Linked DNA regions of Mus musculus: all the other regions are linked to region 2. The links are chromatin contacts, called in public ChIA-PET, Micro-C and promoter capture Hi-C maps. All regions are on one chromosome and are shown on one strand. The core of a region is the stretch at or near the end of the contact, and the rest is flanking DNA. Distances in the headings are between cores, read along the strand shown.

Region 1 (6,017 bases), core at 1,945-4,444, 410 kb before region 2:
ACCTCCAGTCAGGGAAGTTCTGGCTATTCCTGGACCTCTTTCTGGGAATTTCTGGGAGTCCCTCTCTGGATCTCTGTACCTCACCACACCTAGGGGCACAGAGGGCCCAAACCCTTCACCTCCTGCAGGGGACCAAAGACAATGCCATGTATCCCCCGAGGACAAACGCACTGGTGGCTCAGCAACATTAGAGCACCTGGAACTTGACAGAACAGGTAAGATTGCTATGCACCAGATCCCACATGGCCAGCAGCTCGGCAGGGAGCAACTTGTGTACCACAAGCATGGCCCGGTAGAAGCACGGTTCCTTGTTCATCCGGCTGCTTCGGACCCGAGAGATGCCAAAGGTCTTGAAGCCCTCGTGGCCTGTGGGCTTCACTCCCAGCACCTCCAAGCACATGCCCAGGAAGACATCATCAATAGGGAAGAGTTCCAGTGTGTCACAGGCATGGTGGAGTTGCCGAGCTAAGCTGCCAGACATGAGGAAACCCCCTCCACCAGCATAGGGCGGGTAGGTGGCCTTACCATACATGACGGCTGGGATGTAGTATTTGTTATCTTTTTTGCGGATGGGCCGAGCATGTTTCAGAACATCACCTACAAATAGGTTTTCCTGGGGCTGCCGGTCAGACAGAAACTCGAGCAGGTTGGTGGGGTTGACAAAGACATCATCATCACCTTTGAAAACGAAGGGGACGTTGGGACAGTAAATGTCGAGCCACTTGAGGAAGTGGATCTCCTTGAGGGTCAGGTTGAAGAAGCTGTCAAGGAAATCCCACTGTAGGATGTCAGCATAGAGACGGTCCTCGTAGGCCAGCAGCTGCTGATAGTGGGTTCGCTCCTCTTGCTTGGAGGCCGTGCCGAGCAGGAAGAGAGTCCGCACTGCACCCCTGCCCAAACCCGCTGACTCCCATTCGTGGCCCCAGGTCTGACGAATGACCTCTCGGCGGTCATGCTGTGTGATGACCGACTTGACAACCACCAGCATATAGACATCGCCAGCACACTTCTCTGGGTGGTTCAGCAACATGGGGAAATACCGGCAATGCCGATAGGCTAGAAACTGTCGGAAGTGTGGCTCCAGACTCTGGAACCAGGGCTGATGGGTCAGGTTGATGTTGATAGAGCAGTTAGTGGTGATCACATCCCAGACCTGGGGTCCCCGAGGAACTGTGGGAGTGGGAGCCGCTACATCCTTTGAACTCTTCCAGAAGCTGTTGGGGTTGACCAGATTTCCAGTTTTGGCTGGCCCCGGCGTGGGCGGTAAAGGATCCTGAAGGAATTGACCAGGGGTCACACTGCGCTGGAAAACGGTGACAGCCACAAGGAGGGCCAGAGCCAGGCATACACTCTTGTAGAGGGTTTTCTTCCTAAAGGGGAGCAGCAGAGAGGAAGGTGAGCTGGCACTCATACTCCTCCTGAGGATTAGGGGCCCATAGATGGGCCAGTGGACTCTACTTCCTGGAAGGTCAGAGGAACCTGCTGCTTTTCTCATGCTAACTGCCCAACTCAAGAAGCACTGTGTATTCAGCTACTGGGGTCCCAAACCCAACAACAATTTTGGGAAGGGGGCCATTTAACCCCTTAAGTTCCCCCAAAATGGGACAGAACACAGGATAAAGTACCAGGCATGAACCCAGTGAAATGCTGTCATTTTGCCAGGAAAAGAGACCACTGTCCATCCCCTGAGCTCTGGTTTTTATTTTTAGTTCACATACATATGTGGACAGCAGTATCACTTTGAACCAGTCACTCTAAGGGAAAAAGACAGTATCCTTGTTGCAGCTTTTGGGGAGTCTCCTTGTGGGCTGCAGTGGGGAGTGGGTTAGCAGCCCCCACTGACTCAACAGAAGCGAGCCTTTCTTGCTCTAATTGGGAAGTCTCGAAGGGAAGTGGACAGATCCCATCACGACTCCTTATCCTTACCTTTATATTCTACACAAAGCAATGAGGTGCCTAGCCCTTCAGTCCTGGGGACGAAAACCCACTTTCCGGGGCCCCTACCTGGTCAAGTAAGCCCAGCACACCCTTTTCAGAGGCAGAAATCCTAGCTCTTCTCAGGAATGATCCTGCCTGTGCCCCCTTCCCCAAGAACCTTCCCTCCTTAGCTCACACTGGGAGACTCATGACTTTCCAGGACTGGGCCAGCAGAGAGATGGTTCTCACCTCCAAGTCTGGGAGGTACAAGAGCCAGGGGCCCACGAAGCACGTAGTAGATAACGCCAGGTTTTAAGCCTGCGGAGGCGCAGGGTGAGTGAATGTTAAGTCCTCCTACCCACATTCATCGAGCTTTCCTCAAGAGCCCCATGACTTCCTGGTTACCAGGTTGGATGGAGAAAGACAGAAATGACTGGAGGCGCGCTGCTGGGAATGGAAGTAAGAGAATTCTGAACCCAGTACTCCAGTCCTCAGGGTTCTAAAGAAGCTCCACGTCGTAGCTCCGGAGTCCGGGTAAGAACCAGCCTCAGGGCCCTGGCTCGCACATACCAATCCACTCCATTAGTAAGAGCAAAGCCGGGGAAGGAGAAGGGTCGAGGCGGTCCGGAGAAGAGGCCACAGGAGGGAAGAGGGACCGGAGGGGTCGGGTGTGTGTGTGTCTGCTAGTGAAACCCCAAGGCTAGAGAGACGTTGCATACAGGCTGCCGGAGTCGTGGCCGCAGAGCCAAGCGTGCGCCTCGCATCTCCCACATCCCATCTGCCGCTCCGGCGGCGCGCCCTGCTCCGCATCTCCCGCCACCCTCGCTGCCCGGGGAAACTGGGGTCGGCCTCAGGACACCTAGCGTGCATCCCTTGCAGTCTGCGGCCCCGGGAGGAGGTGAAGCTCGGAGGTACTCTGCGCCCCACCGGGACCCCGACTCACCACAGAGACATGGCGGCCCGGTCCAGGGCAGCTGAGCGGGGCGCACGGATCACAGCTCTGAGCGCCGCGGCTGGGGACAGCGGGACGAGGCCGAGCCGCACCCCCGCTGAGACTTTCTTTTTTTCCCTGCGGCTGGAGGAGGGGCCTCAGGGGCGGTGGCCCAGGTAGGTTAACCCTTTGTGCCCCGGCTCACTGTGGGGACAGCAACTCCGTTCAGCCCTGGCCACCTCAGAGGCACGCCCCACGGGAACGCGAAGGGAAGAGCCAGAATCTCAGAGACCTTGAAGATCGCCAACATCCTGAGGCGGCGACTTCCCCGCTGCTGGGCCTTCACGGGGTCGCCCGCCTCGCCTCCTTCGGGACACGTGGGGACGTCGGACACCGCCCACCTCCACGCCCACCCGGCGCCTAGCGGCCTGGTTGCTTCCTTCTGGAGTAGCCCTGGGTGTGTAGAGTGGAGGGAGGTGGATAAAGGCTGTTTCCCTAAAGTTACCTTATCTCTGCCCTGTCTACTTTTCTTCTTCCCGGGCTCGCTTAGGCCTGGGCGGCGATCTCAAGAGAAGATGATGCTGGGTTGCCTGTGTTAGACCCCCAGCCAGCTCAGGTCAATCCAGCTCTGGGTTTCCCACTCTTTCTGCATTACCACCCCCCAGTGAGAAGGCTTATTATCCTCTGCAAAAAGTCCATTCTTTTGCTAGCGTGTTCGCATGTGCTTTTAATCCCAGTTGGTGGATTTCTGCGAGTTTAAGGCCAGCCTGGTCTACATGGTGAGTTCCCGGCCAGCAAGGTCTCCCTAATGAGACTCTTGTCTCAAAACAAACAAAAACCTCCTTCTTGTATTGCCAACAAATCCTTCACTTAACCGCACCCCCACTTTTTTTTTTTTTTTGTCTCCAGGTTTTTATTATTCTGCGGTGTGAGCACCATTTTCTCTTGGGAGTGGGCTACACACCACAATCACAGTACAGGGAGGGAGGGGACACCTTGATGCCTCCTCTGGGTGACTTGGGAACATTTCTGGTAGATAAGGCTGCTTACTGGTCCTTCTGTCATCCAGATGTCTGGGGGTCTGGGGTCGCTTCAGAAATACCCACAGGACTTTTTACATTCCAGCACTTCCTATCTGTCAAGCCTGGTTCTAGGTCCCCGGCATCAGTGGCTCACTTGGTTCTGGAGACGTGTGCTATGGTTTGTTCCTATCTTACCAGGAGTTAGAGTCAGGGACACACACCCTTAGATGAAGTCACAACCTTACTATTCAAACCCAGGAGGTCTGCCTGGCTCAGGAGGTGGTCCCTGAGTCCCGGCTCAGGCATTTCTATCAGATAGTAGGACTGGGGAACTCAATACCTTTCTGCAATGCTGTTCCTCTCCCAGGGAATACAGGGAGACAGAAAGTCCCAGGGAGTCCTAAGGGTGAAGATTACTTTTGTCCTTCCCTTAGCGATCCTTAGGCTCGGGTGTGTGCTTAAACAAATAGTGGAATTTTCTGGAATTTGTAAGCTCCAGTCGGAAATGATGAAGGGCCTTCAGATGAAAAATTCAGAGGAGAATCCTGGGACAATGCCCCTTTTAAGTCCTCAAGAAGCCCTGGCCTGAAGTGTAAGTCTCACAGGCCTGGCTGCCTGCCCCTAGGAGTCACTGCAGTCCCACTAGTCCCAGGTCACACCGGTCCTCAGTCTTCAGTCCTGGTTGTCTTAGCTTGGTACTGGCTACCTATCCCTGTCTCTGCTATTTCACCCAGGATATTGTGGTTTGTTTTGAATCAGGGTCTTGGCATGCAGTTCAGGCTGGCCTTGAACTCCAGATCACTTTGCCTTAGCCTTCTGAACGATGGGGGTTATAAATGTGCCAACACAGCTGGCACACCCAGGCTTTGGGCGTCTCTCTTTTTGCCCTGTAAGTGTGACTTTGGGGAAGAGCAGGTGCTCTGTCTCAGCTCTCCACAAGGTGCCTTGGGGGAGACCAGCCCTCTTGGCCTCTGATTCACCCTTCATCCCAGTGTGGCATTTCTCCAGGTGTAGGTGAAGGTGGACACAGGTGTTTCTGGTAAGGGCTGAGTGCCAGAGGGTTGGGGGTTGGGCCAGTTTTCCCCACTTCCTGGCTGCTGCTGGGGGGCAGCTGGCTTATCCTCTTGAGACCTCAATTTCCTGCCAATGCAGAGTTATGTGAGATGACAGAGGAAGCAGACACACCAGTGTCCCCTACACGCTGAGCCTTATGACAGGTGGGTGCTTTTGATATTATGATCACTAATATTTGACCTATCCCAGGGGATCCCAAGGGAACAGGGAAGCAGGGGAAGTGGGGAACCGCCCAAGGTCACCTTGGGTTTTTCAGTTGAACTGGTCAGTTTGTCAAAGATCTTTTGGTCTGTGAATTCAGAATGGGGAAATGTGTAACAATGAAGTACATGAGTCCTTGCACGTGTGTGTGTGCGTGTGTGTTCCCCAGGCTCTGGTCACTTTCCAATGTCACCCTATTCTTCTTTCACTGAGCCACAGGTCCCCATTGCTACTCAGAACCACAGTGACTCCCCACCCCCACCGTTGGGCTCCCTTAGTCTGACTCCCTCCACCTGTCCAGCCACGAGGGCATAGCAGCCGGCTAGGGACTGTCTCAGAACAACTGGAGTGGCTGAGCAAGGCCAGTCTGCCAGTGGACTCTGCCACTGCCCCCCATGCTGTGGTGAGAGCTCAGTGGGAGGAGACCGCAGTTCCAGGAAGCATTGGTGTGGGTGGAAGAAGGGATTGAATAGAGTCCTTAAACCAGCAAGTCATTTTCTGAACGTTCTCTTGCTGCCCCAGAAGGGGTGCTCAGTGACCTAGCATATAGAAGTACATCAAGAAACACCCTTTTCTCCTTTCCCACTCCTTCTTTGGATAACTTGCTCTCCCCAGCTCCCATTTCCCTCTCCCTGTGACTTCTCCCTCCCCATTAGGTCTGCAGAGACTTAAGATGGAGGGAGAACTGACCCATGAGAGGGCATACTGGGTAGATATTGTTGCGAGACAATGTAGAGGCTGCCCTGGGTCAGAAAGAACAGGGAAGTAGAAAGTAAGGAACCATGGGAACCTTGGAGAGAGTCTGCCATGGGCAGAGACTTGGAGCTAGTGGCCGAAGGACTAACAAGCCCTGTCAGCTGCAGTCACTTTAA
Region 2 (5,557 bases), core at 2,596-5,095:
GCTAGGCTGCCTCTTTGAAGGTCATTATAGCCTAGGCAGGAAAACCAGCTCTCCTAGCCCACAAGAGACAGATCCTCTCCGTGCAGGTCCTCCTACCAAGAACCTGAGGACATGGACACAGACACACACACACACACACACACACACACACACACACACACACGAGTGAAATCTGATCTACAGGTATTTGGGCTGAGGGAGGGGGATACTCAAGGGCCATTAATCAAAGACAAATGTCAATGAGAAAATGACAGAGCTGAGATTACTGAATTTAATGTGTTTGCTTCTTACGCCCTTGCCCCCACCCCCAGCCCCGGGGCCTGTCTGTGTGAGCGTATGTGTGTACAGACGGCTAACGGGAAGAGGGATGAGAATGGGGGATAGCCACTTGATTGCATGCTGCAGTGGGGGTTGGGGGTGGGGGATGCAGGGGTAGGAGAGGTGTTGAACACAGGCTTCGGTGACTAGCTTCCCACCAGGGGCCATGGGGGGGGGGGCTGCAGGTTCCTCATTATCACCGTCTAACACGTGGGATGTTGGGTCACTGTAAGCCCAGCTGGCTCCCCAACTCCACCCCTTACCCAGTTTTCCTAGGAACTTCCTTCCAGTCTCAGGTCTGGGGGACAAATCTTATTTCAGTATTTGCCCAGAACTAGGGGCAGGCCCTGAAGAAGGTTGGTTAGCTGCAGCCTTCCCCTACCCACACCACACCACACCACACACACACACACACACACACACACACACACACACACACACACACCAGGCCAGGACACAGGTTGGCAATAGCCCAATGCTGTCATCTGTTTGAGTGGTCCTTCTGGGGAATCACAGGTTAGTCAGACAGAAAACCCAGGAGGGACTCCAGGGTCATTCCCAGTTAAAAGAGAACCTTTAAATCCAAGAGACCTTGCATAAAACAGCTCCCAGGCCTCTGATGAAATTGCCTATCCTGCTAGCTTCTTGGCTTGTATCTCAGTGCCCTGACAATGGCTCACGTTCTGTCTTGAACTAGCTGTATAACGGGTCTCTACCCACTCTTACTGCCAAGCCAGGCACTGGGTAAGAGGAAATATGCCTGGCAGCATTGTAGAGCAAGAAGAGACTTGCAGAAGTCAACTGTCTTACACGGTCCTAACTGCAGCTGGGCTAGGCAAAGCCAGCACACACCACCAAAGGCCCCTTCACACCAACTCAGACCTTAGGCAAGCTGTGTCGTGTGAGTTAGCCAACAAGCGGTTCTGTAGGTATTTCAATCCCTCCTCCTGACTGCCAAGTGTGCTTCCCTGAGCTCCTTACTACCCAATGGTGATAAGGGTGGTGGCTCAGCAGGCCCTAGGCCATAACTAACAGCACGCATGGCAAGACAAAGTTGATATTTCCATTTCACGCTGGGGGAGGGCAGGACGCGCTGCTTAGCTTTGAGAGTCTGATAAAAGCAGGAAGTTGGATGATGGTTATCACTCACATTGTACTGGCGGCAGAGAACAAAACTAGCCACCGTCAAACATTCTGCCTATTCAGAAATGGCTACCGAGAAGGGGTAGGGATGTGAATAGTGGTGAAAAAGTATCCTCACGGGGACTAAAAAAAATTATATAAACAGCTATTTCAGGGATGCAGGCAAGCAGCCACCCCCACCCCCAAACTATGAAGGAAAGCTCTTTTCAACAGAAGAAGAGATTGAAGGTTGAGCACTTGGCCCACGAAGACAGACATTGGTCTTTAGAGGGCTGTTGCTGGGGAAGTTTTGCTTGCATAATAAAACCTCTTTTGTTTCTGGGGCACCTCTCGTCCCCTCTGATCTCTTCTACTACACAAAAATCAATTGCCTGGTCCTTTGAGGCTCATAGTCTCTGTCTGGTTTCTTCGTTATTAGTATGTGTTTTGTGTTAATCTGTATACTGTCACATTATTGCCTAGACTTATATAACCAAGTCTTCCAAGGCTAATGAGAAAAATTATAATTTCTTCACCCTTGGGCTCAGCCCTCCTATCCGACACCATCCATCAGCCAGCTGCCCTAGTGTGTGCCCTGTCAACGTTGACTCTGCTGGGACTTCCTTCTTAAGGGGGCGATAATGATATTCCTGAGTTGTTCAAGTTAGTCCTTCCGGCTCCTTAGATCACCCTTAGACCCATGGCTTTAGGCAGCTGGGTTCCAGTTCTATATCTTCACTGGGTACCAACAGACAATCTGCCACTTATCAGTTCCTGGGCCCCCATATCCAGACTAAGAAGAAGAGAGGAGGGACCTTCTTGGAAGTAATAAGGAAACTTAACCCCAGGGCAAACTTTTCAAACTGCAAAACAAAGTCAAGTATGGGGTGTCCCTCTCCACCTAGGCTTCAGACACCCTTCAACCCCCCCCACCTGGTTGGCCAATGAATTCTTGTTGGTGTCTGAATTGCTCGGTGCTGTAGTGACTAGAACAGAGCTGCCTGAGTCCCTGGCATCACCGTTTCTGCTCAGACTGGCCCACTGCATGACCCCCTCTTCCAGATCATTCCCCACGAGTTCCTCATATATGCCCAGGCAAAGGCAGAATCAGAGCTTCAAAACTTGATCCGGGAGGAGGAAGTGGAAGGGGCTTTTTTAGGTTCGGTCTGGATCGAAAGGCCCGGCTTGGTGCGCCCCAGGACCGCTGGGGGGCGTGTGACAGTGGCCATGAAAACACCCTTACTGAAGCAAAATGAAACTCGGCTGGGTCCGCTTTTCCGTCACCAGTCCTTCCAGTCAGTGACTGCCACGAGTCCTCCCCGACACACTCCACATAGCATAGTTTTCCATGGCGGAAATGACCTGGATCCCCTCAGCCAGGGGAAGGCGGGGCACACCAAGGCCAGTCCACACAAAGCCAACTGAGTGACTATAGGGATGTCTAGGGCACTGGGGCAGTAAGGAGCCCACTCAGCAGATGGTAACAACGTAGCTGGAAGCCAGAGAAGGAGCTAAGAAGTAGGGCCCGCAGGTGTGAAATGGGAGAAGGCTCATCACTGACTTAGGTCTGCCAGTTCCAACAGTAACCTCCACCCACCACAGACCCCATTTGAGGACCAAAACAATGGCACCTCCCTTTCGTTACTAACCAGAGATTCCCCAACCAAATTCCCCAACCAATCAGGCCTCATCACCTCCCCCCTTCCCGGCCCCGCTTTGGGGGAAACTACGTTCAACCCTCCTCCCCTCCCCCACTCGGGGACTGGCTTCCCGGCCCCTGCCCCTTGATTGGAACCAGACGCAAACCTTCACCAACATTCCCCAAACTTTCATGGGTCCGCCACCTTCCCTTATCTTGGAACTTCGCGCCCAGAAGCCCCCACTTTTGGAAAAGACCCTGTGTGCGTTCCCACTTAAGGACCAGTTCTGCTTTCGACTACCGCTGTGGGGAAGGTCCTGAGACCCTTTCCCAGATGCGGATGGAGCAGCCTTTTCAGACCTCTCATCCCGCTTCCGCTCGTGACTCTGAGGTACCGCTGGTCGTGGCGGCCACTGGGGAATGCCTAGGTCCCTCGATGACCCCCCACCCCCGCCCCGCCCCCATCTGAGACCCGGAGCCTCTCACCCTCGCCGGCGTCAGCAGGATCTCCGCGGCCGGGGCAGATGCCGAGGCCGGACCAGACGCCGCTGCTTTGTCCGCTTTATCAGCCTTGATGCCCGCTACCGCGGGCTGGAAACTGATCTTCACCATGGCTGCGTTGACCTGCGCCTGCTCCCTGCAGCCCCTGCCAGTGCAACCTCGATCGCAATGCCTGCTTCTTGCTGCGCCGCAGGCACCGGAAGTTTGGATGGCTCCGGAGTCCTCGCCTCTGTCCCCGCCCCGAACGCGTCCCGCCCCGCCTTCCAAGGAAGGACCTGACGCCTGCGCCGAACTGCACCGGGCAGCACTGTAGCTGAAGAATGCTGAGATTTCCTTCCACCTCTTGCTTATATTCATTCATTCAGTCGTCGCGCAAGAGCTTGGACCCCTTCCTTCTCCCTGCCCATGACTAGCATCCTCACATGTAGTTTAACACGACGTTGCCTGGCAACGTGCTTCTAACAAACTGCATCTCCCTCCTCCTCGATATCTTTGATTATGTTGAGAGAAGACGCAGAGTAACTAACTGTTCTAAGCTTTCCTCCTCCAACATGTGTTAGGCTGGAAAGGGGCATCAACTCCAGACGCCTAACTGCTTGCCTCTATCCTGAATTCTAAATCCATCCCCACCGCCTTCATTCTCCACCATGCATCTTTCTCTATCCTTCATCCTGCAAAACCTTCAGGGAGTGGAGGTGGGTAACTTGAGGTGCATAAGACCTACAATACCTTGCAGGAGTGGAATCGTGACTGGAAAATATGACAAGAATTACGGGGGGCTGGGCCAGAGGTTTTGGGTTCCAGTCAGGACTCTGCTCCTGCAGTGTATCACCGGGTATTAGGAAGAAGCCAAGATTTATGTTGCAGGGCCATCTCTTGACAACAAAGTCCTAGATCTCTCCTCGCTGTTCCCAATCCAGGCTGTGATAGCACCGAGCCTGCCGTGCTTGGCGTCAGTTCTACAAAGGTGCTGGTAATGGGGGCCGAGCATTCTGCTGGCGTATTGAGGACAGTCCAGTAGGCTCTGCTGCCCTCTCCTACCTGTCACGGCTTGGACAGAGTTGCCTTAGGCACTAGACCATTGTATCTCGGTTTAGATCTTGTATGAACCAGGCAGTCCAGGAGATACATAGCTTAAGGCAGTAGAATATAAATGGTAAAATGTATAATGGTAAAAGATGTAAATGGTGCGAAGGCCACTGGCACTGCAGGAATTGAGAGAATAGAGAGATGCATTACATGCAGGAAAGGCAAATCCATTACCAGAGTAGATGCTTACTTTGGTAAGGACTAAGCACTACCCTTTCTATGAAAGAAGCGGTCCAATGTAGGTGACCTGCCACCAGGGTGCTGGCTGGCCAACTCAGGGAATGGTGGCCAGTGACGGTCACTGCTGGTGTGGCAGATCTGGCACTCAGCTGCAGCTGTTACCAGATCACTTCAATGAGTGGAAGTCCATATTGCCAGTCCAGGTATAGTTTCCATCTCTATCGGCATGGCCGCTTGTTCATAGGCCCATTGGACAATGACAGGGATGGCTGGGGAAAGAGGCTGACTGTCCACAGAACGGGCCATCTGTCTACTGGAATACTGGACTCCTCCCCTGCTGAAGTCACCTTTTGATGAGCACTACATAGTACACAGGCATGTCACATCCTCTTGCACGCGCCGGACTCGACCAGCAAGAACGACACTGCAACAGGATCTTTCTGCACACATTTATTGGGAGAGCTTGATTGCAGAGGTGAAGAGACCCCAAGCCCAGAACTGGTGCTGCTTATATAGGCCTAGAAGAGGCGTGTCTCACACACGGATTGGTTATGCACTAAGCCTCATTTGCATGTTCCTCATCTGATTGGCTACTCTCTCTCTCTCTCTGTACCTCACAGAGCCTCATTATCATACCTCATTTGCATGTCTCACATCTGATTGGTTATACTCTCAAAGCCTCATTATCATGTCCGGGCCAGGCAGTGT
Region 3 (5,339 bases), core at 1,484-3,983, 490 kb before region 2:
CTCTGGACAAAGGATGAATAGAGGCTGCAACCATGAGAACTAAGGGCCCTCCTTTTTAGAGCCGTCCTTTAGCATGGTGGCTGCAGATGCTGAGCAAATGACACAGCCAGTGCAAGGGACAGTGACTGGTATAGGCCATTTGTCTTCTGTAAGTCATTCTATAGGGAACCATGTCATTCCCCCATCCTTTATGAGGTTTGAACATTTTCAAAAGGCCCACAGGGGGCATGTGCAATGGTGTGTGTGTGTGTGTGTGTGTGTGTGTGTGTGTGTGTGTGTGTGTGTGTGTGTGTGTTCCAGAGATGGGAGCACAGTAAGAAATGTTCTTCACTGGGGCTGGTGAGATGGCTCAGTGGTTAAGAGCACTGACTGCTCTTCCGAAGGTCCCGAGTTCAAGTCCCAGCAACCACATGTTGGCTCACAACCATCCATCATGAGATCTGACTCGCTCTTCTGGTGTGTCTGAAGACATCAGCAGTGGGCTTACATATAATAATAATAATAAATAAATCTTAAAATAAAACAAAAGAAGCATTCTTCACATACTGTGAGGCTATAGCAATCTGGTTTTGAGTGACACTGAGCCTTGTCATGACCAATCTAGCCCTACTTGGTCCATCTGCAGCGGAATAGGAAGCTTTCAAAATTCTTTCTCCCAAGGGCTCTGAAAAATAAGTGCCCCAGAGTTCCCAACAATCTTCTAAGCCAGGACTGTTTATAAATGAAGTTCTTAAGAAGCCAGGGATTGAGGGGGGCGGAGCAGAGGAGGCAATTTCATGGTGAGGAGATACTGGGAAGCTGAGGGGACACTGAAGACAGAAATGCAGACGGTGAGTGTGGCTATGACACCTGACTAGGCTTTTGTGTGCTCCTTTGAGTGAAGAAGTGGGTCGGGACAATGCTCGGGGAAAGAATCGGTGTGGGAGGAGGTGCTGAAAAGAGAGAGGGCGATTTCCTTGGAGGAGACTAGTGCTTGGACCCCGGGGCTGGAAACCCCTTATGAGACTGTGTGTATTGGGGGGATTGCTATCCTGTGAGTGTACAAGTGGAGTCACGGGGATGAGACTCTGTAGGCTGCTGACTTTCAGGGGCTTAAGGGGTGCGTAAGAAGGTTGTCTGAAAATGTGGGTCAGAAAGAATTGCAGGACACGGAACAAGTCCTGCTCAGTCGGCGTGCTGCAGGTGGGGACAGCATTTTAGACCCAAGTCTCACGGACTTCCTCTCTCTGGCTCTTTTTTTCTTTTCTTCTCACCTGTAAAATGGGATTGTTGTCTAGAAAAAGAAGACACTCTCAGCTCCGGGTGATTCCAACAGCTAGCTAGTATGGTTTGGATGCAGGTAGAGTCCTTTGGGAGTGGTCCTAAGTACTCCAAGCTCCGGGGTCAGCGTTGCCCTCTAGTGGCGATTTTGTGAACAACAGGCGAAGCAACCAGGAAGGCGGGGAGGGCAGCCTCTGTCAGGTCGCCTTCAGCTCAGCATCTATCTGTCAGTGGGAGCCAGGGCGCACAGGACCTCCTGGGCAGAAGGCATGGTAGGTGAGCGGGATACGGGCCCTGACAGGAGCGGCTCTCAGAGTGAGATGGGTGGAAAAACTCTGTGAGACATTTGGGGGTTGTGGGAGAGACCTCTCAGTTAGTCAGTTTATTTCTGTCATTTTTCTGATGACTGTCGTCTCAGCGCTGCTCTCTTGAACCTGGGCTGTCACCTGCCCATCCCCAGCTCCTCTCCGTGAGAGTTCCGAGAGTGAGAACTCCAGGTCTAGTAGGTGCAAAGAATATAAAATATTTAGACTGGGAGTGATTCAGGTGACAGAAAACAGAATCAAATTTGGGTCAAAGTACAGTTTTTTAGCTTTTTCACTCCTTCACTTAACCCCTACGGTGGCTTTCTCTTCACACCAAGGTCACACACAGCGTTCTGTATGTCAGGTCTGCCATGTGTCGATGCTTTTTGTGGATTAAATACCGGGATCTTGCACCTGGAGTTGGGGAGGTCAGGTCTGCCCTGGCAGTTGCTTTAGGAGCCCCGGCTCTTTAAAGACCAAGCAATACTGCAGTTGCACCCACTTTTCTGAGGTCCACATCAAGTGGCTCTCCTGAAGTCTGTCTTAAAAGGGAGACAGCCAAAGGAGATAGCCAAGCGTTCTTGGAAAAACCTGGCATTTCTTCAAAGATTCCAGTAGATTGTAAAGGGCCAATCTTATCATTTAAAAAGTATTTCATTTGTGTGTGTGTGTGTACTTGTGCATATATACTGTTTGCATGTATGTGTGTAGAGGATAGAGGATAACTCTTTGTTGTTGTTGTTGTTGATTGGTTTTTTGTTGTTTGTTTTTGTTTGTTTTTTAGACAGTGTCTCTCTCTGTAGTTCTAACTGTCCTGGAACTTGCTCTGTAGCCCAGGCTAGCCTCAAACTCACATGAGACCTGCCTGCCTCAGCTTCCTTCGCGTTGGGATTAAAGCTGCGCACTACCACTGCCCGGCCAATTTTATTATTTTCAAGGTTTGCACTCCGGATACTCTGTAGTTGAAATGCACTTTAGTGGGTGGCAGATGCTTTCTTTCCCAGTGGCATGTGACTAATCAGTCCTCTACAGTGTGATAACTTAGGACAGAGCTGGGATTACCTAAATGACTTCTGGGTATCTCCCCCTTCTATCCTACAGACTCCTCCCTGCCTCAATTGTTCCATCTTTCCTGGAGCGCTCTCCCCAAATGCTTCAAGGAGCCCCCTGGTCTGCAATATCAGTGAGTTCAAGTGGCCCTATCAACCTGAGGATCTGAACCTTACCGATGAGGCCCTGAGGCTGAAGTATTTGGGGCCACAGCAGATGAAACAGTTTGTCCCCATCTGTGTCACGTACCTGCTGATCTTCGTGGTGGGCACTCTGGGCAACGGGCTGACCTGCACCGTCATCCTGCGCAACAAGACTATGCGCACGCCCACCAACTTCTACCTCTTCAGCCTCGCTGTGTCCGATATGCTGGTGCTCCTGGTGGGCTTGCCTCTGGAGCTTTATGAGATGCAGCAAAATTACCCGTTCCAGCTGGGTGCGAGTGCCTGCTACTTCCGAATACTGCTCTTAGAGACCGTCTGCCTAGCTTCAGTGCTCAATGTCACAGCCCTGAGTGTGGAGCGTTATGTGGCCGTGGTGCGCCCACTCCAAGCCAAGTCTGTGATGACACGGGCCCATGTGCGCCGCATGGTGGGGGCCATCTGGGTCCTCGCTACTCTCTTCTCTCTGCCCAACACCAGCCTGCATGGCCTCAGTCAACTAACTGTGCCCTGCCGGGGGCCGGTGCCCGACTCAGCTATATGTTCGCTGGTGGGTCCCATGGACTTCTACAAGTTGGTGGTACTGACTACCGCACTGCTCTTCTTCTGTCTGCCCATGGTCACCATCAGTGTGCTGTATCTGCTCATTGGGCTGCGGCTGCGGAGGGAGAGGATGTTGCTCCAAGTGGAGGTCAAGGGCAGGAAAACCGCAGCAACCCAGGAGACCTCCCACAGAAGGATTCAGCTGCAAGATAGGGGACGGAGACAGGTGACCAAGATGCTGTGTAAGTCATTGTTGAGGAGAAAGCTGAGCTTCCTCCAGTCTGGGGAAGGAATTGAGCTTCCAGGGTATTGTTTGCTTGCTTGCTTGCTTGTTGTTGTTATTGTTTTGAGAAAGGGTTTCAGGGCTGGTGAGATGGCTCAGCAGGTAAGAGCACTGACCACTCTCCTGGAGGTCATGAGTTCAAATCCCAGCAACCACATGGTGACTCACAACCATCCGTAATGAGAAACTAATAATAATAATAATAATAATAATAATAATAATAATAATAATAATAATAAAACAAAAAAAACCTATGGGCCAGACTTAGCAGGGACCAGAGCAAGTGGGGCTTGGGGTGGAGGGAGCGAGGCCAGAGAAAGACAGAAAAGGGAAGAGGGAAAAAAAGAGAGAAGGAGTTTCTTTGTGTAGCTCTGGCTGTTCTAGAACTTGCTGTGTAGACCAGAGATTCACCTGCCTCTACCTCCAAAGTACTGGGATTAAAGGTGTGCACCACCACTACCTGGCTCTCCTGTCTGCTTTTCTAGGACCGGAAGATAGTGAGCTGTAGATGCAAACTCTAAGCATGATGAAGATCAAATCTCTTCTCTGTCCTTGCAGTTGCACTGGTTGTGGTATTCGGCATCTGCTGGGCTCCATTCCATGCTGACCGTATCATGTGGAGCCTGGTGTATGGACACTCAACGGAAGGCCTGCACCTGGCCTACCAGTGTGTCCACATTGCCTCTGGCATCTTCTTCTATCTCGGCTCAGCAGCCAACCCGGTGCTCTACAGCCTCATGTCTACTCGCTTCCGAGAGACCTTCCTGCAAGCCCTGGGCCTTGGAACCCAGTGCTGTCATCGCCGCCAACCCTATCATGGCTCCCATAACCACATCAGGTTGACCACAGGCAGCACCCTGTGTGACGTGGGCCACAGGAACAGCAGGGACGAACCTCTGGCTGTGAATGAGGATCCAGGGTGTCAGCAAGAGACAGACCCCTCCTGAATAAAATTTGGAAGGAGCCTTACCCACAAGGCCAGAGGGCCTCAGAAAGTCTGGGGAGCTACAAAAGTGGTTTCTGCCCTGCCCACATATTTGAGTATTGAGGGAAACAGTAAGAAAAAGAGAATTGAACCCCAATTGCCCCCATTGAAGGCCTGAAACACTGGCTCAGCAGTTAAGAATGTTTGCTGTTCTTCCAGAGAACCTGGGTTCAGGTCTCGGCACCCTCATGACAACAGGCCATCCGACACTCTCTTGGCTTCTGACGGCATCTACCACATGCACATAGCACACACCCATGTATTAGAAAGACCCACGCTGAACCAAATATATGCTGTATGTCCCTCCAGACCCCATACCCCTAAATTCTTCTCCACAAAACTGTCACAGTTACCTAGTTACCTGGGGCTCAGCCACTATTCCTCTGGGGATCCCTTCTTCCTCTCAAGTTCATACGTGTTTCCATTGGGACCCACCTGTCATCCTGGTAACTTCCGAACCTCCATAGACTCTCTCTGCCCCTCCCCAGCCCTTGTTTTGTACTTGAGACCGACTTCACACCCTGACAGTTCCTGGCTCTCATTCTGCACCGAGATTCGGGCCTGATCAAGCTGTCAGGTGGTAGGGGTTCCCAGGGATCCAGGGGACCTGGACCTGACCTCAGCCTTTGTCACCATGTTTCCTTGTGGCAACAAGCAAATCACCCTGGCTTTCTAAGAGGCTTTGGTTCCTTGCTTGCAAAAATAAAAGGTGTGCTTGCTTGCCCAAGTCACGTTTTGAAGGGAGCTTGCTG
Region 4 (5,209 bases), core at 381-2,880, 290 kb after region 2:
GGAGACAAGGTGATTCTAGTTATTATAATGGACAGCGTAGACAAAAGAATGTTTATAATAACATACCCAGTAATGGTCAGCACAGGAGAGGTGAAATTTATAATGGCATGACTCGGTTGGACCTTTGGTACTGGCTAACCAATCATGGTGTTTCCAGGAATGAAATACATAGGAAGCCTACTGCATATTTGTTTGATCTGTATAAGCAGAAAAATTCTCAAACAATGAAAGAAAGGCTACATTAGATAGTGGTAAACAGCCAAATGAAAGAAAGGCTACATTAGATCGTGGTAAACAGCAATCTCGGCCAGTGAATCAATTTCCAGACTTGAGACAGTTTGCAGATCCAGAACCCCTTGAATGAAGGGGTGGCCAGGTTCCGCTGAGGAAGGATCTTGATAAGACACTCAAAGGTTTTGCTGTTACCCTTTCTCCAGTTCTTCCCCAGAGGGACCTACGGCCTTTTACAAGGGTAACTAACTGTACACTGGGGAAAAGGAAATAATCAGACTTTTCGGGGTCTGCTGGATACTGGTTCTGAGTTGACACTGATCCCAGGGGATCCCAAGAAACATTGTGGCCCTCCAGTTTAAGTAGGGGCTTATGGAGGGCAGGTGAGTAATGGAGTTTTGACTGATGTCCAACTCACAGTAGGTCTAGTAGGTCCCCGGACACATCCTGTGGTGATTTCCCCAGTTCCAGAATGTATAATTGGGATAGATATACTCAGAAATTGGCAGAATTCTCATATTGGTTCCCTGAACTGTAGAGTGAGGGCTATTATGGTTGGAAAGGCCAAAATGGAAGCCTTTAGAGTTGCCTCTGCCAAAGAAAATGTCCAACCGAGTCATGCCTTTATAAATTTCACCTCTCCTGTGCTGAGCATTACTGGGTATGTTATTATAAACATTCTTTTGTCTCCGCTGTCCATTATAATAACTAGAATCACCTTGTCTCCGGCGATTCAATGCTGCCACCTGGCCCTTGTTACCTCGGAATCCAACTAAACCCAGTTCTTCTTTTCCTTATGAGATCACTGTCTCAAATATCTGTGGGCCTTGGACCCAGCCTGGGCGGCCCTAGTAACACATTTAAAGGCAGATCTTAGCAGAGACAAGGGACAAGAGAGAATGGGACTTACCTGCTGCTGAGTTCATTGTAGCCTCCTGCCATCCCCTACACAGACTCCAAGGGACCCTGTTCAGGGTAGACCGAACCCCCTCTGAGTCTCTGGGAAGCCCAGAGAGAACTCCTTCAGGGGCCTCCAAAGAGGAGAAAAAGGAAAGTGAAATTGCTTAACTATGACAACACTGCACTAAGGCACTGCCCTCCACCCCCAGTCTCTGCCCCAGAGGGGAGGAGCAAAGACAGCCCAAGTCCCCAGAAACCTGGGACGCCTGCTGCCTTCTAAGGAAAGAAGGTGGAAGGGTCTGTTTCAGGGAAGGGCTCAGAGCTGTCTAAGGCCAGCTGGCTGTTAGGATAGGAAGGAAGTGGTCCCTTAACCCTAAGCGGGGGCGGTGCCTGGAAAGACCAGGAAGAGTTAGATTGTCTGCAGTCTCTCAGACTTGGAACTGTCCTGGCACCCTAGTAAGTCAGAACCAGAGAAGCTGGGACCTGATAATTGAGCAGCAGAGTAGGAAAAGTCGGGTGTGGCTTCATAAAGTTTTTGAAGCTTCTGAAGGTAGCTAGAGCAAGAGACCGCCCCCAACCCCGCCCACACACCTCCAACCAACCAAAGGCAAGTGCAGAGAATCCAGGCAGAGCCGCTTGCTAAGGTGTGACACTGACAGCGAGGCAACACAGGGCTTCAGCAATTTCACCATGGTCTTGAGAACAAGAGGCATCTCACAGAATTCGGAAGTGGATCACAGCCGAGGCTATAGCCAGTCGGGGACAGTATCATTTTTGAAGAATGGGTGCCTTACATTTACTCTGCACAACTGTTGCTCTTATCTGGAATGCTCATTCTCATTCTGTAAGTTAGAAAACCAGCCTGAAGTGGAAAGGTAAAGAAACAGGCGTAAAGATGCAAATAAAACAAAAGCAACCAACAGAAGCCTGGAAATAACAGGCAAAACAGAGGCAGAGACAAGGTGGCTAGGGACGAGGGCCTGTCCAGGGCTCCAGGCTCAGACCTCTGCTGAAGAGGTACAAATTACTGACCTGCAGGAACAGGTCCCAAGAGTACAGGGATGCAAACAAAGCCATACACCAAAAAAAAAGTACACTTTATGTCTTCATTTATATGGCATTTCTGCGCCGGTCAAACTTAGCTGTGTAACCGATGATCTGTGGTTCTCTGGGGCTGGAATCTGAGAGGGGGTTTTCTGCCAAGAACAAGGGGATTTTAGGAGGGCAGAGGACTTGGCCTGTGTGATCACTGTGGCATGATTATATTTGGTAAAGTTCACCAAAATCATCACTTTAGGTAAATGCATCTTTAAAACTGTGTTAAACGTATAAGTCTAATGAGCTCTCACGTGGTGTGAAATACCAGGTGAGGTTTTACCATCATTACTGTAGTCCTAGTATGTGTGACTCCAAATGAAATCTTTGCCCTTATTCATATCTGTCTGATGTAATAACTTTTCTTGCTTTAGAGGTTTCTCGAGGGTAGGGTAATTTTCTGACACATAAGCATGCTTGTGATTCTTGTGCAGACTCTCTCTCTCTCACACACACACACACACACACACACACACACACACACAAGCATTAATGCACACTCAGTCCCCATCCCTGAGACACTCTGGGCCAAGCCTCTACACACACACACACACACACACACACACACACACACACACACTCAGTCCCCATCCCTGGGACACTCTGGGCCAAGCCTACTGTTCTAACTGTACTTGGCTGCAAATTCTACCGTCGGTGTCTCCATAGGAAGTACAGAGAAGCTCTGTCCTGTGTGGGCTAGCCTTGGTTCAAATCTAAAGTCCCAGAGGCCTCGTGGGTATCCTGGGGGTGGGGAATTGGGGTGTCTTGTGGATCAAATACATTTGGGAAATATTAGACGGGGTTACATAGAACTCTTCTCAGTTGAACACTCAGAGACCCTAGCTCAGACTCTTTCGAGAGTCACTTGGTTGCCTTTTGTTTTATTTCAATTTTCTCACATAGTGATCCTGACAAATTCTAGACATTTCAAAGATGCCAGCTCTGGTTGTTGTTGTTGTTGTTGTTGTTGTTGTTGTTAATTTAATAACTTCTAGCAATTTTTTTCAGGATAACCTTCACCCCAATGCAGTTTGAGAATACTTCCTAAAGGTTACAATGAGACCACTGGGGGAATAGATCCCCAGGTTAGGAAGGGGACAGTGGACACACCCTTCCCATGTTCTCCAGTGTTAATCCTTTGCCTCCCTGCCTCTCACTCCACTCCAGGCAGATCTGGATTCCCAGCAAGTGCCCCTGAAACCCATAATGCTAACCACGCTGGGGAACCGCACAAGGCAGGGGTGGAGGAGTGGAGGGCGGAATTGGTGTGGCTGGCTGGCTTCCTGCTCAGTGTGCTGAGATCACTTTCATTTTTCTTTTCTTGAAGCCTGACTCCCCGCGGGACTTCCAAGGCAGCATAACTTCGGGTCCAGACTGGGCTGTCAGGCTTTTCCAGGAAGGATCCAGGAACCCCTTAACTAATCCAGGCAGTGACCTGGGAGAACTCGGGAGAACCCGTGGCAGCCCTCAGCATCCAGGTGCGTTCTGCTCTTGGGCTCTGCAACTAGATTCCTGATTCTTGGGGTCAGCTTTTGTCTGCTGTACCCTAGACTCCCCAGGTTCTCTCTTTGCTAAGTAATCTTGTCCAGAGACTCGAGCATGGCTCCGGATCCTGGCTCGGACCCTGGAGTGGAGGTGGATAAGAGGGAGGAAGGGGAGGGGAGGGGAGGGCAGTGAGGGCTTATACACACAACTCTTTTTCTGAAACAGACTTTGGGGACAGTGTCCAGTGCCTATTCCCGAGGTTGGACCTCGCAAGTGTCCACGGTGGGCGGTGCCGTTATCATCTTCCAACACTTGCCTAATTATGGAGCTATTGGGAAAGAGAAAGTAAGGGGCGCCCTTACTTCTCTCTAGCGGGGGTATGGATGGTTTTTGTATGTTTGCTTTTTTTGGTTTTAGTCCATGGTCATTTCACTGAAATACATTACTGTGCGTGAAAATTCAAGGGAAATGTAATTTTTACAGCTGGTGACCCTGATTCCAAATAAGTCACAGAACACTTGAAATGCTTTTCACTTCTACCCTATCAGGGACTGTGACTATTGTTTTGTCTCCTGGTCACTTTGATAGTACTATGCACTGTCAAGTCCTTCGACTTGTCTGCCTTTTCCCAGCTTAATTATGCATTCATTGTATATGATGCTCATTTTATTGATTGTTTGGGGCTTTGTCTTTCCTAATGGGTGTTTGTCTTTCCCTAATTTATTTGTAAGGCCCTTAACATAATAAAAACCTGCATGCAGGCAGCTGAGACACAGGATCTTTTTTCCCCTCTTCAAGACAGAATTTCTGTGTAGCCCTGAGTGTCCTGGAACTATATATATCAGGATGGCCTCCAACTGCCTTTGCCTCCAGTGCTGGCATTAAAGGCTTGCACCATTTCCTCAGGCTTGAGATACCATATCTTGCACAGTGAGAAACAAAATATCAGAGACAGACACACTCTACTGTAGATTGGTGTCCTTGGCACAGGTACTTAACCTCTGTAGATCTGACTTCCATCTTCGGAAACTGTGGCAGGCGGCAAATGGCAAAGTTGCCACAGCAGCGTAGGTCTGAGTGCTGCTGCCATCCTAAGCAGAACCCAGAGCACATGTTCTTGCTGCCTCCCCTCCCCTCCCCCACAAGTAGCCTCAACAGCTTTCCCTCCCACCTGTCCCCAGTCTGCCAGGATTCCCTCAGGACTGGATGATCTGTGACACATCTCCCTGCTCTACAGTCCTACTGTGAAGTCGGCTTCTTTTTGTTTTCTCCTCAACATTTTTTTTGCTAAGTTTAAGAGATTGGGAAAGAAGAAGAAAGGGACAGACAAGTCTACTCAATGTGATGCTGGGATTAAATTCCTGGAAATACTCTTTGGAAATACTCTTTAATATTTAATATTCTGTTTTAAAAAAGAGGAAAGGGGGACCTTTGCCTTCTTTGTGTTTAAGATTAGCAAACAAATAAACAGAACTGTGTTGCTAGCTGGGATGCAGCT

What was found. Promoter capture Hi-C pulls out the DNA fragments that hold promoters and counts their contacts. Hi-C and Micro-C count contacts between places; a contact is called where the count stands out from the background. ChIA-PET counts read pairs in DNA pulled down with a chosen protein or histone mark.
Region 1: a contact with region 2 is called in a Micro-C map of embryonic stem cells, with 3 times the contacts expected there. The contact joins the promoter of B3gnt7 here to the promoter of Itm2c in region 2. A contact is called at or near these places in 1 of 484 Hi-C or Micro-C datasets (embryonic stem cells), 1 of 115 datasets of contacts at active chromatin or transcription factors (memory CD8 T cells) and 1 of 9 other capture datasets (adipose tissue).
Region 3: a contact with region 2 is called in a promoter capture Hi-C map of the HPC-7 cell line, with 2.4 times the contacts expected there. The contact joins the promoter of Nmur1 here to the promoter of Itm2c in region 2.
Region 4: an RNA polymerase II ChIA-PET map of memory CD8 T cells shows a contact between it and region 2, with 11 read pairs. The contact joins the promoter of Sp140 here to the promoter of Itm2c in region 2. A contact is called at or near these places in 1 of 39 promoter capture datasets (pre-B cells), 1 of 115 datasets of contacts at active chromatin or transcription factors (memory CD8 T cells) and 1 of 9 other capture datasets (liver).

Annotation. Positions count from the first base shown.
Region 1 is chr1:86,300,398-86,306,414 of GRCm38.p6, reverse strand. It overlaps B3gnt7 (UDP-GlcNAc:betaGal beta-1,3-N-acetylglucosaminyltransferase 7), which reads right to left and starts at 3,194. Exons shown (of 2, transcript NM_145222.2): 1 at 2,861-3,194; 2 at 1-1,370. The coding sequence starts at 2,871. The coding sequence ends at 188. Gm28626 (predicted gene 28626) reads left to right here and starts at 2,355. Exons shown (of 2, transcript NR_151592.1): 1 at 2,355-2,451; 2 at 2,797-3,352. It overlaps Gm16341 (a long non-coding RNA gene), which reads left to right and starts at 4,645. Exons shown (of 3, transcript XR_387210.3): 1 at 4,645-5,087.
Region 2 is chr1:85,892,798-85,898,354 of GRCm38.p6, reverse strand. Itm2c (integral membrane protein 2C) reads right to left here and starts at 3,845. Exons shown (of 6, transcript NM_022417.3): 1 at 3,566-3,845. The coding sequence starts at 3,691.
Region 3 is chr1:86,385,535-86,390,873 of GRCm38.p6, reverse strand. It overlaps Nmur1 (neuromedin U receptor 1), which reads left to right and starts at 2,733. Exons shown (of 2, transcript NM_010341.1): 1 at 2,733-3,561; 2 at 4,161-4,549. The coding sequence starts at 2,733. The coding sequence ends at 4,549.
Region 4 is chr1:85,597,124-85,602,332 of GRCm38.p6, reverse strand. Sp140 (Sp140 nuclear body protein) reads right to left here and starts at 1,630. Exons shown (of 17, transcript NM_001013817.2): 1 at 1,142-1,630. The coding sequence starts at 1,173. It overlaps Sp110 (Sp110 nuclear body protein), which reads left to right and starts at 3,523. Exons shown (of 12, transcript NM_030194.1): 1 at 3,523-3,704.